2 separate regions of the Sus scrofa genome follow, and region 2 is linked to region 1. A link is a contact called in public HiChIP or PLAC-seq data. All regions are on one chromosome and are shown on one strand. Each heading gives the region's core, a stretch centred on a gene start, on an enhancer-like site or on the middle of the called end of the contact. The rest is flanking DNA. Distances are from core to core; before and after follow the strand shown. Region 1 holds the start of BBC3 (bcl-2-binding component 3). Region 2 overlaps SAE1 (SUMO-activating enzyme subunit 1).

Region 1 (4,257 bases), core at 719-3,218:
CCCCCCTGCGCTGTCACAGCCCCCCCCACCCCGCCGCCGCCACGTGCGCCCGCCCCGCCCGCCAGGCGAGCGCGGGGCCAATAACCGGCTGTTGCTGGGGCGCAGCCCCCGCCCGCAGGAGCCTCAGACTCCACGGCCCGCGAGCCGCCCCCAGTCGCCGCCCCCAGCGGGCGCGCGCCCGGGGTGTGGCCGCCCCTCCACGCCATCCCCCCCCAACCCCGCCCCTCCCGGACTGCAGGGGCCGGAGCAGTCGGGGTCGACTCACTTCCCCGGGGCCTCACTGGCCGCCAGGGGGCGCTGCCGAGCCCGCACCCCATTGTTTGTAAACAAACCCGCCAGACCGCTGAGGCACCTGCGCTCTCGGACCCTTAGTGCCTCCCGCCCAGCAACCCCAGCCCAGGGTGCCTCGTGGAGGTGGAAGGCAAGGAGAGAGGAAGGCACAGTGTGGGGACACAGCCCCCTCCCCCCGATCACACTGCTCTCCGAGTGCACTACCGCCACCTCCTCCAGGGAGCCCACCGGGCCTGGCCAATCGCGACTGGCGGAGGGTCGGGGTGGGCACACTCACCCCGGGGGCATGAACACGCCGGAGGGGACGATGATGGGGGGCGGGCGGCTTCCTTCAGGAGGGCGCGCCCGCTGAGCGCCGCTCGCTGCGGCGACTGTTGCTGCGGTGGCGACTTCTGCTGCTGCTCTAACTGCAGTGGCTGCTGCTGTTGCTGTTGTAGCGGCGGCTGCTCCTCGGGCCGCAGGCGCGTCTACGTCCTGAACGCCGCTGCTGCTGATTTCGCCGCCGCCGCCGCCGCCTCCAGGCGCCCGCTCGCATGTGGCTCGCGCAGCGTCTCAGGCCGCCGGTCGGATCCCGGGCCCGCTCAGCGGCCGCCCCGCCCCGCCCCGCCCCGCCCCCGTCCCCGCCTCCGCCCGGCGGGTCCCACGCCCCGCCCCCGCGTGACGCCACGGCCCCGTCCGCCCGCTCGCCCGCCGCGGACAAGTCGGGACTTGCAGGCGCGCGCCGCTCCCCCTACCTCGGCGGCGCCGGGGGTTTCCCTGCAGCCGCGGGCGGAGCAGGGCCTCTCCCCCGCGTGGAGGCGCAGCGATCCCGCCGCGCTGATGGCGGGACAGCCGGACGCACACGCACTGACACACTGACACGCTGACTGCGACCCGCAGACACACGCACCCAGAGACTTGTCTGCTGCCTGACCGCCTGGCGCTCCAGGGTACACAAAGTCACGTGCTGACAGGGCACGGAGACACGCCGACTCGCAGACACACCCTGGACAGGGGCGTGGACACACAAACTCACACACTGATGGAGCCCACACGCACACACACATCCAGACCCAAATACATAGCCTGACTTGCTAACAGGATCGCTGGGACTGACGGAGTGACACAATGTCAGGGTCACGCAGTTGTACAAACACCCACACTGCTGAGCACGCCTGGGCCCACAAAACGGCTCTGTTCACAAGCATTCCCACTGAGCGGGTACCCACAACACGCACAGTGGCGACAGGCCCACATAGACACAAGCCGAGGGCTTCTCAGGAAGTAGAAACTTCCTGACGAGTGCTGCTGGACACACACGCACATACACGCAGGACACCTGTCACAGAGACACCTGGACACGCGGCTTGATCTAGATGACAGGACCACAGGGACACACAGGAACACACCCCCAAGCCGGTTCCCAGCTGACACATTAAAACTGGCAGAAATGGCCCCTCACAGACACAGATCAATCAGACAGAAAAAAGACTGACCCCCAACAGACAGTCACAAAGTCACACCTGTGACAGGTTCCTGCTCACTGGCCCACTGATGGGACACGCTCCAGAAGCCATGCACCCCTGACCACACTCACCATGAATCTGGTGGGGGACCAGGGTGAGCAGAAAGCCCTGGGCACTGGGCACGGACATGCCCGGGCAGCCCCTGCACTGACTCTCGCTCGGTTTTCTGCCTTTTGGTTCCCTTTCCCTTCTCGGTTTCCCGTTGTCACTCCTTCCTGTACTCTGATGTAGTGACCTCGGTGACCCCACGGTGTCCCGCCCTCCCCCAGGGCTCTGGGGCTCTGTCGTCCCTGCACCTTTCATTCCCTCCATGTCACAGCCCAAACCAGACTGTGTCATCAGAGGGCCAGGGGCCTCTTGAGTGCTCAGTTCTGGGCTGGCTAAGAAGGGGTGCCAGACTTGAGCAGAGGTGCACTTGTTCAGGCTCTCAAGCTCCACTCTCTCCAGGACCAGACCCTTGGATTTTCCAAGAGAAGCAGAAAATGTTAAAATCTCATGTGTAATCCCCCTACTTTCAGTACTGGGGACTAATTCAGCCTCCCTCTCTCCTCTTGCTTTCCCTCATTCATTCCCTCATTCATTCATTCATTCACTCCCCCCTCCTTCCTCTCTTCCTTCCAGTGTTTTTCAAACTCAGGGTCATGACCCACATGCGCAAACCATGATTGTGGACTTCTGTGGATCTTTATTGTGTTTTATTCAAGTTTATTGAGATATATTTACATGCCATATAATTAAATTTTTCGGTGTTTTTAGTGAGTTGGGACAAAAGCACATTATTGCACACCATCACAATCAAGATTTGGACAATTTCTGAAGTTCCCCGGTGGCTCAGCAGGTATTGTCAGTGCACTGGGTCTGGTTGCTGCTGTGACACAGGTTCGATCCCTGATCCATCCAGGAACTTCTGTGTGCCACAGGTGCAGGCAAAAACCAACCAAAAAAGCAAATTAGAATCTCATTTAAAAACTCATGAAGTTGGAGTTCCCTTCGTGGCTCAGCAGGTTATGAACTCCACTAGTAACAATGAAGACGTGGGTTCAATCGCTGGCTTTTCTCAGTGGGTTAAGGATCCGGCATTGCCATGAGCTGTGGCTTACTTAGTTCACAGACGCAGCCCAGATCTGGCGTTGCTGTGGCTGTGGCATAGGTCGGCGTGGCTACAGCTCTGATTCGACCCCTAAGCCTGGGAACCTCATATGCCACGGGTGCAGCCCTAGAAAGCAAAAAAAAAAAAAAAAACAAAAAACATAAAGTCAAAGGAAAATATTGTTTGATGAAAATATTTTTTATGATAGCGAACATACACCAAGTCACAGAGAAAGTGGCTGTGTTTCTGACTGTAGATCAAGTCTAAAGGCGTTTGAGAAATGCTGCCTTGGACATTTTTAAACGAGATCACACACAGATGTCAGTGAGCACAACATCTCACACGTGGTGAGGTATAACCTACTACAGGTTAGCCGTTATCACTAGTATTACTGCGTGTGGCAGTGAAGTTGGGAGAGGGGCTCATGGAGCAGACTGAACCCTTTATTCACTGATCAGTGCCCTAAAGCTGCTTCATCTAGGACTGGACACCAGGAAGCCAGATATGCTAGAATATTCTTCTGAGAAGAAAATGAATGTGAAAGAATCTGGTTTGTTGCTGTGGCTGTGGTATAGGCCAGTGGCTACAGCTCCAATTTGACCCCTAGCCTGGGAACCTCCATATGCCATGGGTGGGGCCCTAAAAAGACGCCCCCCCCCAAAAAAAAGACAAAAAATGAATCTGGCTTGGTGGGTAGGGCTGAAAGCAGATGAGAGGGCCAAGGATCCACCAGACCATAAGCATTTGCACCTTCCCACTATCTAGTCCAGATTCTTTTTCCAAATTCTGCCATCGTATCATCCCAGACCAGGGGTCTCAAACTTGAGAGCTAATATGAACTAAATGAGAGAAATGAGTCTGGTGTAATACAACAGGGCATGGTAGGGACTGTGGCTAAGTGAAGAAAGTCAAAAAACAAAACAACAACAAAAAATCCTGTGTGCGTGGGAGTTCCCTGGTGACCTAGTGTTTAAGGATCTGTTGCTGTCACTTCTCTAGCTCAGGTCACTGCTGTGGTGTGGGTATGATCCCTGGCCTGGGAACTGCTGCATGCCACTGACACAGCCAAAACAAACAAACAAAAAACTCGTATAAAAAAAAGAGAGAGAGACAGAATCTGTGACTGGCTGAAGGTCTGCCTTTTCAAGACCCCTACTATAGGGGCTCAAAGAGGGAAAATCCCCAGCCTCTGTCTTCCAGACTCAATACCCTCCACCTCTACCCTGGCAGGTCTCCTGTGGGGCCAAGGGACTCCCTCATCTAAGTTCCTGGAGGAGCATTCTGGGCCTCCCTCCAATCCTGCCTTTGGTCCCCACTCCCCTGGGGAAGGACAAGGGGGTTCTGAAGATCTGAGGGGTCACCAATCCCTCT
Region 2 (4,468 bases), core at 994-3,493, 73 kb before region 1:
TGGAGACTGTCTCCTCATTGAGCTTGCCTGTCTGTAAAGTGAAGTTAAGATTTCCCTTGGGGGGGGACTGTGAGGGGTAGGGGTAGAGGAATGGTTTTCCAGTTTGTACCTATACATCACCTGAATAACTAATTTATTTTTATTTATTTATTTATTTTTGGGGTCTTTTTTTGTTTTTAGGGCCGCAGCCGTGGCATATGGAGGTTCCCAGGCTAGGGTTCCAATTAGAACTGTAGCTGCTGGCCTATGCCAGAGCCACAGCAACACGGGATCCTTAACCCACTGAGTGAGGCCAGGGATCGAGAATAACTAATTTAAAATTCAGAATTGCCTCGGGGCTTTGTTAGGGTGTAGTTTTCACCCCAGATGTTTCTACTTCAGAAGGTCTGAGGTAAAGCTCAGGAATACATACTATTTTTTTTTTTTTTTTTTTTTTTTTTAATGGCTGTGTCTGTGGCATATGAAAGTTCCTGGGCCAGGTACTGAATCCCAACATTGGATCCTTTAATACAGGGAATCGAACTTGCACCTCCACTGCAACCTGAGCCACTCCAGTTGGATCTTTAACCCACTGAGTGAGGCCAGGGATTGAACTTGCATCCTCATGGATACTAGTCAGATTCGTTTCTGCTGAGCCATGACAGAAGCTCCCTATGTAGATTTCTCCGACCTGTCTTTTCTCTAAAGTGAAAGTAACTGCTTCTTTGTCTACATTCTCATGCTTCAGTGACATTTTGGTTTTCTTTTCTAGGGAATTTCAAATGTATTCAAAAGTAGAATAATATTTGACACCCCACCCACTTGGCTTCTACAGATACCAATATTTTGTTGATTTTTTAATTTCTCATTCCCCCTGTATTTTTGGTGGGTTTTTAAATTTAATTAATTAATTTATTTTTTTCTTTTTATGGCTGCACCTGTGGCACATGGAAGTTCCTGGGCTATGGATCAAATCAGAGCTGCAGCTGCCAGACCAAGCCACAGCAACATCGGATCCATGCCGCGTCTGCAACCTATGTTGCGCTTGTAGGAACACTGGATCCTTAACCCTCTGGGTGAGGCCGGGTATTGAACCTGCACCCTCATGGAGACTGTTTCAGGTTCTTAACCTGTTGAGCCACAACAGGAGGTTCAAAGGACAGTTTTTTAAAGCAAATTCCAGAAATCATGTTGCGTTTTTATTTTTTTTTCTTTAAAGGTAAAATATTTTAAAAATGTGTTGTCACATGATGTTATTTATGTCTTTTTTTCCTTTTAGGCAGTAAGCAGAGGTCCTGTCTCATGCTAATAACTAGCACACGCAGTGTGCAGGAAAGCTTCTGTAGACAAAAGTAAATGTCAGTGAATTTTTTTTTCTCTCCTATTTCTGGCCACCCCATAGCATATGGAGTTTCTGGGCCAGGGTCACTTCTGTTGCAATTAACTGTGGCAACACCATATCCTTTAACCTGCTGTGCAAGGCTGAGAATTGAACCTGTGTCCTGGTGCTACAGAGACGCTGCATATCCCATTATGCCACAGTGGGAATTCCTCAATAAAGTTTTTATTTTATTATTTATTTATTTATTTTTCTTTTGGCCACCCTGTGGCTTATGGAGTTCCTTGGCCACGGATCAGATCTGAGCTGCAGTTTGACCTAGGCCGACGTAGCTGTGGCAACTCAGGATCCTTAACCCACTGTACCAGCGCCCGGGGTCAAACCTGCATCCCAGTGCTTCCAGGAAGCTGCTGATTCTGTTGTGCCACAGCAGAAACTCCCTCAATGAAATTTTTTAAAAACTCAACTTGTTTAGGGAGTTCCTGCTGTGGCTCAGTGGAGTAATGATCCAGCTTGTCTCGGTGGAGGCTCCCGTTCCATCCCTGGCCCAGGAACTTCCAAAAAAAGAACACCAAAAAAAAATCACCTTATTTGGGACCTCAGGAGAAAATAATATCTGGAGGTCTTTTTTTGTTTGTTTTAATTATCCTACAATATGGAGAGAAACTTGGATTGGCTGACTTAATATCACAGTCACAAATTGATTTTAGACTTGAATTCAAAACCTTCTAAGGAAAGAAAATCCTCTCCAGTAAGCTGCCAGATAATTAACCTTTGCTGTTTTGAAATCTCCCCAACCACAGTGCCCCCTGGTGGCAAGAACACCCCATCCAGAGGAAGAATTTGTTTGCATTGTGTGGAGGAGTGGAGACTGAGGAAGGATGGTCCAAGACTTGGAGGCCCTTGGTGTGGAAAAATGAAACCATAGTAGGATGCTAGCTTCCTCATTTGGTTGAGTAATCTGAGATTAGGGAACGGTGGTATGATACTGAGGGTGTGTGATGTGGTTCACACCACCTCAGCACAGTGCCGAATGCCACCCATTGTTGGAGTTAACAGTCTGATTGTCGTCCCTTCCTGCTTCACTTCAAGGGCTTACAACGTAGCCTTCTACTTGCCTTCCACTGCAGAGTCTAAAACAGTGGTTCTCAATCCCATCTGAGCTTTTGAATAGCTGCAGACTTATTTAAAAATAAAAAGTCTCAAAGTCAAGGAGGGTTGAGAACCACTGACTCTTTTTTTTTTTTTTTTTTTTTTTTGCCACAGGCTTCTTTTTGGCTGCACCCATGGCATGTGGGAGTTCCCGGCCCAGGGATTGAATTTGTGCCATAGTTGGGACTGTAGCTGAGGTGGCAGCACCAGATCCTTAACCTGCTGTGCCATGAGAGATTTTCCTGCCACTGGCTTCTTATAAACTAATCCCAGTCAATTTACCTAGCTTGACTCCATCTCATAAATCTAAGAGCTCATGAACACTCTTTGGTTGTTCTGCCTTTTGGATTTTGCTTGTGCCTTTTTCCCTTACTAGGATATCCCAGGGAGATGGTGCTACATGTGCAAAAGCTTTGAAATCATGCAGACTTGGGCTCAGATCCTACCTTCTTAAGCTGAGCAGGGTAGTTAACCTCTTAGAAACTTAGTTTGTTCATCTATAAAATGAAGATGTTAATTCCTGCGTCTTGGAGTTTTTCATTTTGTTTACATTAGCAAGCATCCAAAGCACCTGCTGGCTGTCCTGAAATATTGGTGATACAAAATGCACAAGATTTGTTTCCGGAGTTCCCGTCGTGGCGCTGGGGTTAACGAATCCGACTAGGAACCATGAGGTTGCGGGTTCTGTCCCTGCCCTTGCTCAGTGGGTTAAGGATCCGGCGTTGCCGTGAGCTGTGGTGTAGGTTGCAGATGCGGCTCGGATCCCGTGTTGCTGTGGCTCTGGCGTAGGCCGGTGGCTACAGCTCTGATTAGACCCCTAGCCTGGGAATCTCCATATGCCGCGGAAGCGGCCCAAGAAATAGCAAAAAGCAAAAAGACAAAAAAAAAAAAAAAAAAGATTTGTTTCCATTTCCAGCCCCCCCCCCCCGCCCCACCGGGAAGCCAGAACTGGCAATCTGACTCAGGTTGTGGCAGGGGGGACATGAGAGGCTTCCTGGAATTCTGAACTGAGCTGTATCTTAAAAAACAAGTAGAAGTTTATCAAGTTTAAGGAATTGTGCTTTGGGCGAGGGATGTTAGCCCAAAACAGTATGATGAGAAATCAAGTATAACAAGCAGTTAGCTGTTTTTGGAGTGTGAAGCCCACAAGGGTCGGGGGGTTGTAGATTGCAGGTAAGGTCTAGGACATGAAGGGCCTGCTTGTAAGCTCTGCTGTGAGTGATGAGGATTTGTTTGAGAGTTTCAGATGGAAAAGTGGTGACCTCATCATTGGGCTTTCTATAAATCACTGTTACTCTGTAGGCTATGGTTGGCACAAAATATGGAGCAGAAGGCTGCTTTAGTAGTTGAGGTGAGAGATGGAAAGGGTCTGAGGAATGGCATTGATGATGGGTATAGCAAGATGCCCACAGAGGTGAGAATCTCTTAGGTGGCAGAATCAGTGGGATCCTATACAGGAGAGTAAGGAGTAACTACAGCAGCTGACACTGTAGGTGGTGGCACTGCTCTGAGAACTCTAGTTATAGTGTCTCGTTTAGCCCCAGAGCAACTCTGAGATGTAGGGATTATTCCTATTTTACAGATAAGAAAGCAGAGGAAAAGGAAGTCAAGTATTGGCCTACCCAAGGTCACAGTAGTTAGTGGTACAACCAGGACTGGGCAGTCTGACTCCTGGCAGAGCCCGTGCACTTAGCTATTTCACCTGGAAATGTCAAGGATACTAAGACCAGGTTTCTGGTGACCAGATGGGTCACTGGTGGACTCATCAACAGAAACAACGATATAGGAATCGAATATAATTGGCCTATGGGATATCCAGAGGAAATAAGACTCAGATGGATCAGAAAGCAATCTGTAGCAGAAAGACAATTTGAGAAATAACAGCAGCTTTTGGTAGAAACTAAAAGGCATTGAGTTGGCTTATGGAGCTGTATAGAGTGAAAGGATGAGTGGTTCTGAGGTGGAGTCCTGAGAACAGCCACACCTCAGAGAGTCCAT

Evidence for each region. HiChIP or PLAC-seq counts read pairs in DNA pulled down with a chosen protein or histone mark.
Region 2: a contact with region 1 is called in an H3K27ac HiChIP or PLAC-seq map of alveolar macrophages. The contact joins the enhancer-like site here to the promoter of BBC3 in region 1. A contact is called at or near these places in 2 of 5 promoter capture datasets (fetal skeletal muscle and liver), 29 of 47 Hi-C or Micro-C datasets (adipose tissue, alveolar macrophages, blood and 13 more) and 2 of 2 datasets of contacts at active chromatin or transcription factors (alveolar macrophages and skeletal muscle).

The regions. Positions count from the first base shown.
Region 1 is chr6:53,044,934-53,049,190 of Sscrofa11.1, forward strand. It overlaps BBC3 (bcl-2-binding component 3), which reads right to left and starts at 1,969. Exons shown (of 4, transcript XM_013998533.2): 1 at 1,868-1,969. The coding sequence starts at 1,870.
Region 2 is chr6:52,971,333-52,975,800 of Sscrofa11.1, forward strand. The region is part of intron 2 of SAE1 (SUMO-activating enzyme subunit 1); the gene reads left to right. Among named protein-coding and RNA genes, the nearest start is that of SAE1, 16 kb to the left of the region's middle. Within about 2 kb of position 2,244, at least 7 of the 83 cell types and tissues checked have an H3K27ac peak or open chromatin away from gene starts, as enhancers often do. A contact at or near this core is called in alveolar macrophages, where this site is marked.